Linked DNA regions of Danio rerio: region 2 is linked to region 1. A link is a contact called in public Hi-C data. All regions are on one chromosome and are shown on one strand. Each heading gives the region's core, a stretch centred on a gene start, on an enhancer-like site or on the middle of the called end of the contact. The rest is flanking DNA. Distances are from core to core; before and after follow the strand shown.

Region 1 (3,407 bases), core at 590-3,089:
TCCTGGTCCTGGAGGGCCGGTGTCCCTGCAGGGTTTAGCTCTATCTTGCCTCAACACACCTGCCTGGATGTTTCAAGTATACCCAGTAAGACCTTGATTAGCTTGTTCAGGTGTGTTTGATTAGGGTTGGAACTAAAATCTGCAGGACACCGGCCCTCCAGGAACAAGTTTGGTGATCACTTGCTTAAAGGGACTGATAATATTGACCTTTTATTCTAGCAGAAATAAAACAAATTAGACTTTCTCCAGAAAAAAAATATATTATCAGATATAATGTGTAAATGTCCTAGCTCTGTTAAAAATAGTTTGGGAAATATTAAAAAAGAAAAAGAAATTCAAAGGGGGGCTAATAATTCTGACTTCAACGGTATCCCAGATGCCTGTTGAATAATGTCATTATTACCTGTTGCTGTATGCGCACACAAACGTTTTCTTTTAGCTTGATATTATTGTGATTTAACCACTGAAGGCATGTGGTCTGTTTTGAGAATTTTTTGGTATTTTTATCTCAATGAGTTCGCAACTTTGCTGTCTATGAAGGACGAGGAAACTCTCTGGGTTACAGTAAAATATATATATATTTTTTGTTCTAAAGATGAACTAAGGTTGTGGGGGGCTGAAATGACATGAGGGTGATAAAGAAAAGTGAGAATACAAAGATTTTCACTTTCAGTCAACTTCTGAAAATGATCAAATACATTGCTAGACAGTAAAAGACCATAGAATATCATAGTTAAAGTTATGATTACTTTTTTAATATGAATAAATCTTAAATCAATAAATAGTAAAACATAAAATGCACAAATGTAATACATCACTATTTATTCAAGATCAACATTTTAGTTAACATTGCACACCAGTTCTCTGAACGGAACACTGCACTAGACACAACCTAACTGCTTTCAGTGGAAATGATGTGTGTCACTAAGTTGAGATCAATAATTGATGAAATACACTTACTGTGCTGTTGCTGGGCTCTCTGGGTTGGCACAACTCATCTCCTTAGGAGGCCTGACCTGTTCAGAAATCCAGGAAATAGATAGGGATTACTTTCTTAATGACTTAATAGTTTCGAGCCCATTAATTATTCAGTTCACTCAATTGTCAACCGTTGAGTCATTGGTCATGTGGGTAAAAAGATAAGATTTTATTTTCTAGAGAAGTAAAATGTTAAAAGCAACATCAGTCCTACCTTTTCATGAACGTTTGAGGTTGGTTTGTTCACTGGGTTCACTTTATTTTTCTCATGTGTTCTCCTGCCACTGTAAACCTGGTCGTCGACCTGTATTTTGCCATTGTAAAGCCCAGTTGTCTTTGGCATCTTATGGGACGTCCTGTTCAGCGTCAGGTCACACTCTGCAAGGATTCTGTCCATTTCATCCCCGAGGTCTTCGGCTGAAAACTCAGAGTCCTGCCCTTCACTGTTACAATCCGACTGGACTCTTCTGACGGAAAAGCGCCGTTCTGAAGTTTGTCTGTTTGACGGACCAAACAAACGACTTCCATCCCGCTGACTCTCGCTGATGCTGGGGTCCTCTCTCTCTTTATCTGTCACAGGTGCGACTTTTTTCATCCTGCTTTTTACTGTGCCCATATTTCAGATAAAACATTTTTCACAACACTGTTGCCATTTTCTGCATGCACCCACCAAATATCCCAGCAGCTAAACTTTCCAATATGACAAGACGACTCAATAACAATTCATGGGGTAATCAAAGTGGAATCGCGCAAAAAGGATGTTATACTCGAAAAGTCTTCTTTTTATCTTGTTAAATTTAATTCTGCATGGTGTTGCACCCAGCGACGCGACGCAGCAAAAACTACAACGCCCTCATAATCAGAGAACGCATGACGCGTCTGTCAGAGTTGTGTATGACGTAGGCTCTCATCTAGCCAATCAGAGACTTTGTTTACAAACTGGAAGCGTCGCGTTCACCTCTGCCATCTGTCATAATAATATGAGTGAATTGGATCTGTAGTTGTAACAGCTGGCCAACGATAAAATCCAAAAAGTGCAATTCAAGTTTCTCACGACACACAAAAGCAGTTATACACATGAGTAAACGTACAATCTTTTTATTGAATACCCTGTAAATTCACATCCTTTTCAGCATCATCAACACTATCTTACAAACAATAAGAAGCCTAAAATTTAATTTGACAACCTGCTTAGCATAAATAGTAATTGTACTTAAAGTACATGATAATAATAATGTTTGGCTAGTATACAGTATTCAATCAAGTTAAATAAATTCAGTACATTGTTTGTGTTACAAATGAGTGCTTTGTAAAAAAAAGAAAGACAAGAGAATAAAATTATACTAGATTCCATAATAACAATTGTAAAAACAAAATCAAACACTTTTTATATTAAACATAGTGAAACTGAAATTAATATCAAAATATTATATTAGTTGAACGAATACTTAACAAATAAATACATTTACAATGAAAAATAAAAACACTATTGCAAGTCTAAGCCAATGGGAAACAATACAAAAAGAAAGATATTTTTAAATAGTACCAGGAAACTATGCTGATGAGCATGGCTAAATATACATACGCTGAAAAAGGACAATGCTAACTAGTAGCTACAGCTTATAAAAGACATTTTAGACACAATAAAGTCAAACACAGTTGTGCATTGACTACTGCACAGCAGTAGGTTATTTCAATTGCTATTAACTCAGCAAAGTGAAGAAAACTGTATAAACTGCTGTCGCTTAGAAGCATTGTACTGGCCAAACTAAATGGCCCATGGGATTAAATGCAGTAGTCTGCATGATCTTGTCTTTTCATCAATATTGATTAATCAGTCAGACTAATTTGCTCAGTGTTGAGATTCCTCTGTGCCTCAGCACAGTCGCTTGGCTATTGCCAGACCCGCAGGATCTAAGCATCCTGCTTTTTGTCATTGTAACGCAATGGGAAGGTGTATTATTTGCTTAGTTACTGTATAGTGCAGCGCTCGGGGGTCTGCTCTTCAGTGGCAGCACTGCTGGAGTTCTGGCATTTTCTTTTGCCTTTAGATGGAGCAGCAGTACCATGATCTATAGTGTGCTGCAGTAGGTCTTTACTTTCACTAGGTGGCAGGTTGTAAAAGAAGTACTGCGGTGCCATCTGAATGAACCTGTCACAAGAAAACAGAAAAGAAACCATGAAGAAAATATATAAAAGACTTGCTAGCAATAATTAAAAAAAAGTTTAAATTTAAAAAGAACTAGCCATTTATATTAAATTATGATATACTAAAGACATATAACCAAGACATTGGTAACTATTAACAGTTTTAGTCATTATATTATTAATTTAAAATTATATTAAAGATTAAATATTTACTTTTCAAGATATAAGAATTTTTTTTAATTAAAATACTTTCAAAAGACTGTTCTGTAACAAAAAAAGGT
Region 2 (3,303 bases), core at 731-3,230, 140 kb before region 1:
TGTATTTGTTTTTTGTACTCTTGTGTTACATAAAGGAGTGCTGTCAGAAATGAAAGGCTCATTTCAGTAATTTAAGTTAATTTCAGTAATTAAATTTTTTTCAAGTTCTGAATAAAATAAAGTCCATTGTAAACAAATTTGTCAGTATAAACTGAACACGTGTCTCAAACCTTCTTATCTAGTTACTTATTAGAAACCTGTTTTTTTAAATACAGTGTTAAATATTTTTTGTCGTAAGATATATTGCACCAAAATATATAGCAATAAACTATTTTATTGTCATTATAAGACCATTTTTATGACACTCATTATAAAATGCCAGAATGACAATATAATATTATCAAATTCTTCCAAAGAATAATATTTGATTCTTAAGAATATTTAATCCTATTAGAGGCATTTTAATAATGTAATAAATAGACATTGGAATAAGATTGTGAAAAGTCAAATCCGACAAGAATAATAATAAATCCTAACAAAAAAGTGCAACGTAAAAACACGCTTTTTAACCATACTGACACCTCAAATAGAGATAGAGATGTTGCACAATCTGTAACAATGTTGCTAGAATTGGGTATGTATGGGCGATATATATTGCATCACCTAAAATTATTGAGGTCATGTCCATATGTTTTGCGATAAATCGATATATTGATTAATGTGACAGGGCTAGCCAAATGCCTTGAAAAACAACAACAACATGTGAATCTTAAGGAAATCTCCCATCTAGATATTTTTTTCTAGGTATTTAGCAATAATTAGCTTACTTCCGAGAAGCAAAAGGCGGTAGATGCCACATCAAAGCACACGCAAACATTGTTGCCATCAACTGTCGTAACGATGCAATCAGTAATGCATGAAGCAGATTTCAAATGACTCAAAAGATTCGAATCACTGAAATCAAGCTTTCTCCGTGAATCTTACATTTACATTACCTACACACATACTAGAAACACGGAGATCAGCTAAGACGAGTGGATGCGATTTAAATCCTAGCGAGCTGCCTGCCAAAACCGCATTTCCGACAGACACGCATTGCTGTCTAGGTAGCCAGCTCACTAGATTTGAAGACACGGACAGGGTGTGTATGAATGCAAGTGTGTGTGTGCAGCTTAACACATCTGTGTCAGTGTGATCCATACAGCCCAGCCCTGTTCACAAACACACACACAAACATGCGCACACACACACACACACACACACACACACACACATATATATATATATATATATATATATATATATATATATATATATATATATATATATATATATATATATATATATGCGTATTTTAATGTCAAAATAGGGGATTTTATTTATGTATATATGTAAACGTATAATTTTAATGTCAAAATAGGACATTTCAGTTTAGCACACCGATGAAAATCATACCGAGTCAATATGAATCAATGAAATCCAGCCTGATTTCCGTAGCAATGAGGTTTCTCGTTCTACAATGCGTTTTTTGCCAAACAAATGCGCACGTTAAGACTTAATATTAGTTTATAACACCAATACAACCCTATCTAAATCAACGTTTAACAAAATCGTATTGAAAAAGCATGTTTTAAAAAAACGTTTCGACGACCCGCCTTAAACAGCGATGGGTCTCATCTTGTCCAACACATATTATAATTTTAGCCAACACATATTAAGCAAATATGCATTCTAAGGACGCAAGTATCGCACACCAAATGGAAATACATGTTTACTACAATGTAATAAGCAAATCAACCATTTTTTTCCTGATCGATATGGACGCAGTTTGGCAGCCCCTCCTGCCTCTCAACCGACCAGCGCGGTTTTACCGATTACGCCGTCCAATGAAACGATATAAACCACACATAAGAACATAAGCTTAAATAATAAACACACATCATACTCTGTGGCTTAAACACATTAAATTGCACCTCACCTCGCAATCTATAGTTGGCTCCACCGGATTGATAGCCTTTGAGCTTGGATGGTTAGGAAAAAAAATGTAGTAGAGAAAGACAATCGAAAGTGTTACCACAGAACGTCGCTAATCCCGCCTGTCAGCCAATCAGAGGCTGCGTTTACCGCCTGTCACTCGTTGTTCTTTTCGCGATCGTCCAATAGCTGATTAGCGCGGGGAATGGAGGCGGGCCTGTGCCAATGCGTTCGGTTGCCCAGTAGACTCTGACTTGAAGCCACGGGGTTTCCTCCAATTAGAGCAAGGGGGATGACGTCACTATTGCTATGGTGATTCCCCCCTCCTCCTCCTGCTCATCCCAGCATCACCATCAGCATCATGATTGGGAAGTGGATGCAGCAGCAGCAGATCCAGCTTTCCTACCGAGACCCAAATACCAGCTCTCATTAATCAGATCGCTGAGATAATTGCTTTGCTTCTTCATTTAAAGGCTGGTTGACTTTCTACAGGATGTGTTTCATGTTTACGAGAATGTACTGTGTTCTGCTTGCTGATAAGATGATTCAAGCACAGATTTAAGGTTAAGTCTGAATTCTGAACAAACACACACATGCATACACGCGCACACACACGCACGCGCACACTGTACATACACCAGAGGCTGTTCTGCATTATGAATATATAAAGGACATAACAAGGTTGTCACTGCAACCTATTTAAGTGTGACTTTATTTGGAATGCAACAAGCAATAAGTATATTTTCTGAAATTATTAACCAGTAACTTCATATTACAATATAAATTATGCATGCGTATGGGCTTATTATTAAAATGCAAATTCATTAAGTGGCATCAGTTCACTAGAATGTGGCCAGTGACGCATTCATGTTGCTATGCAACAAAAATAACAGCCTGCTATAGAGTGTTAGTGCAGAGTGCTGCTTCTGAATGTATTTTTCCCATTCTGTTGTTTCCTTTTGTTAAAGCATTATAAGCACTGAACCAAATCAACAAGCTACAAAGAGAAGCACAACATTACGAACTTTGATATCAAGCAGAAAATCAGACCAATAAACTAATTATTTGCTTTAGTGGGGGAAAGAACTATAGTCTCATGAAGCATTTTGAATGACATAATTGCATTAGAAATATTAGAAATTAGTTGTGGCAAAACAAAATGTCAAGTTTCTCACAAATGTGCATTTTTGCATTATTTTTTTGTTATTATTGTATTTAGGCCAATTTGCGGTGCTTCGAGGGAATAAGAGGACCTAAAAAACTGTTTCTGCCCCTCTTTTTCTTATTTCTGTCTTTTTTCTTTTCTTTTTTATGTATTTAACCTATAGAAGAGTAACAAACAGGCTCTATTTCTGTTGTTAAACATATAAACACCAAGGCTAGGACCAT

What was found. Hi-C and Micro-C count contacts between places; a contact is called where the count stands out from the background.
Region 2: a Hi-C map of hematopoietic stem cells shows a contact between it and region 1, with 2.8 times the contacts expected there. The contact joins the promoter of ywhaqb here to the promoter of LOC137488117 in region 1. A contact is called at or near these places in 3 of 18 Hi-C or Micro-C datasets (caudal fin, hematopoietic stem cells and an unstated tissue) and 1 of 4 datasets of contacts at active chromatin or transcription factors (gastrula embryo).

Annotation. Positions count from the first base shown.
Region 1 is chr17:34,062,422-34,065,828 of GRCz12tu, reverse strand. LOC137488117 reads right to left here and starts at 1,839. Exons shown (of 3, transcript XM_068214611.2): 1 at 1,193-1,839; 2 at 961-1,016. The coding sequence starts at 1,594. It overlaps dhx32b (DEAH (Asp-Glu-Ala-His) box polypeptide 32b), which reads right to left. Exons shown (of 12, transcript XM_073928662.1): 12 at 2,061-3,130. The coding sequence ends at 2,950.
Region 2 is chr17:34,203,729-34,207,031 of GRCz12tu, reverse strand. It overlaps ywhaqb (tyrosine 3-monooxygenase/tryptophan 5-monooxygenase activation protein, theta polypeptide b), which reads right to left and starts at 1,980. Exons shown (of 6, transcript NM_201484.1): 1 at 1,919-1,980.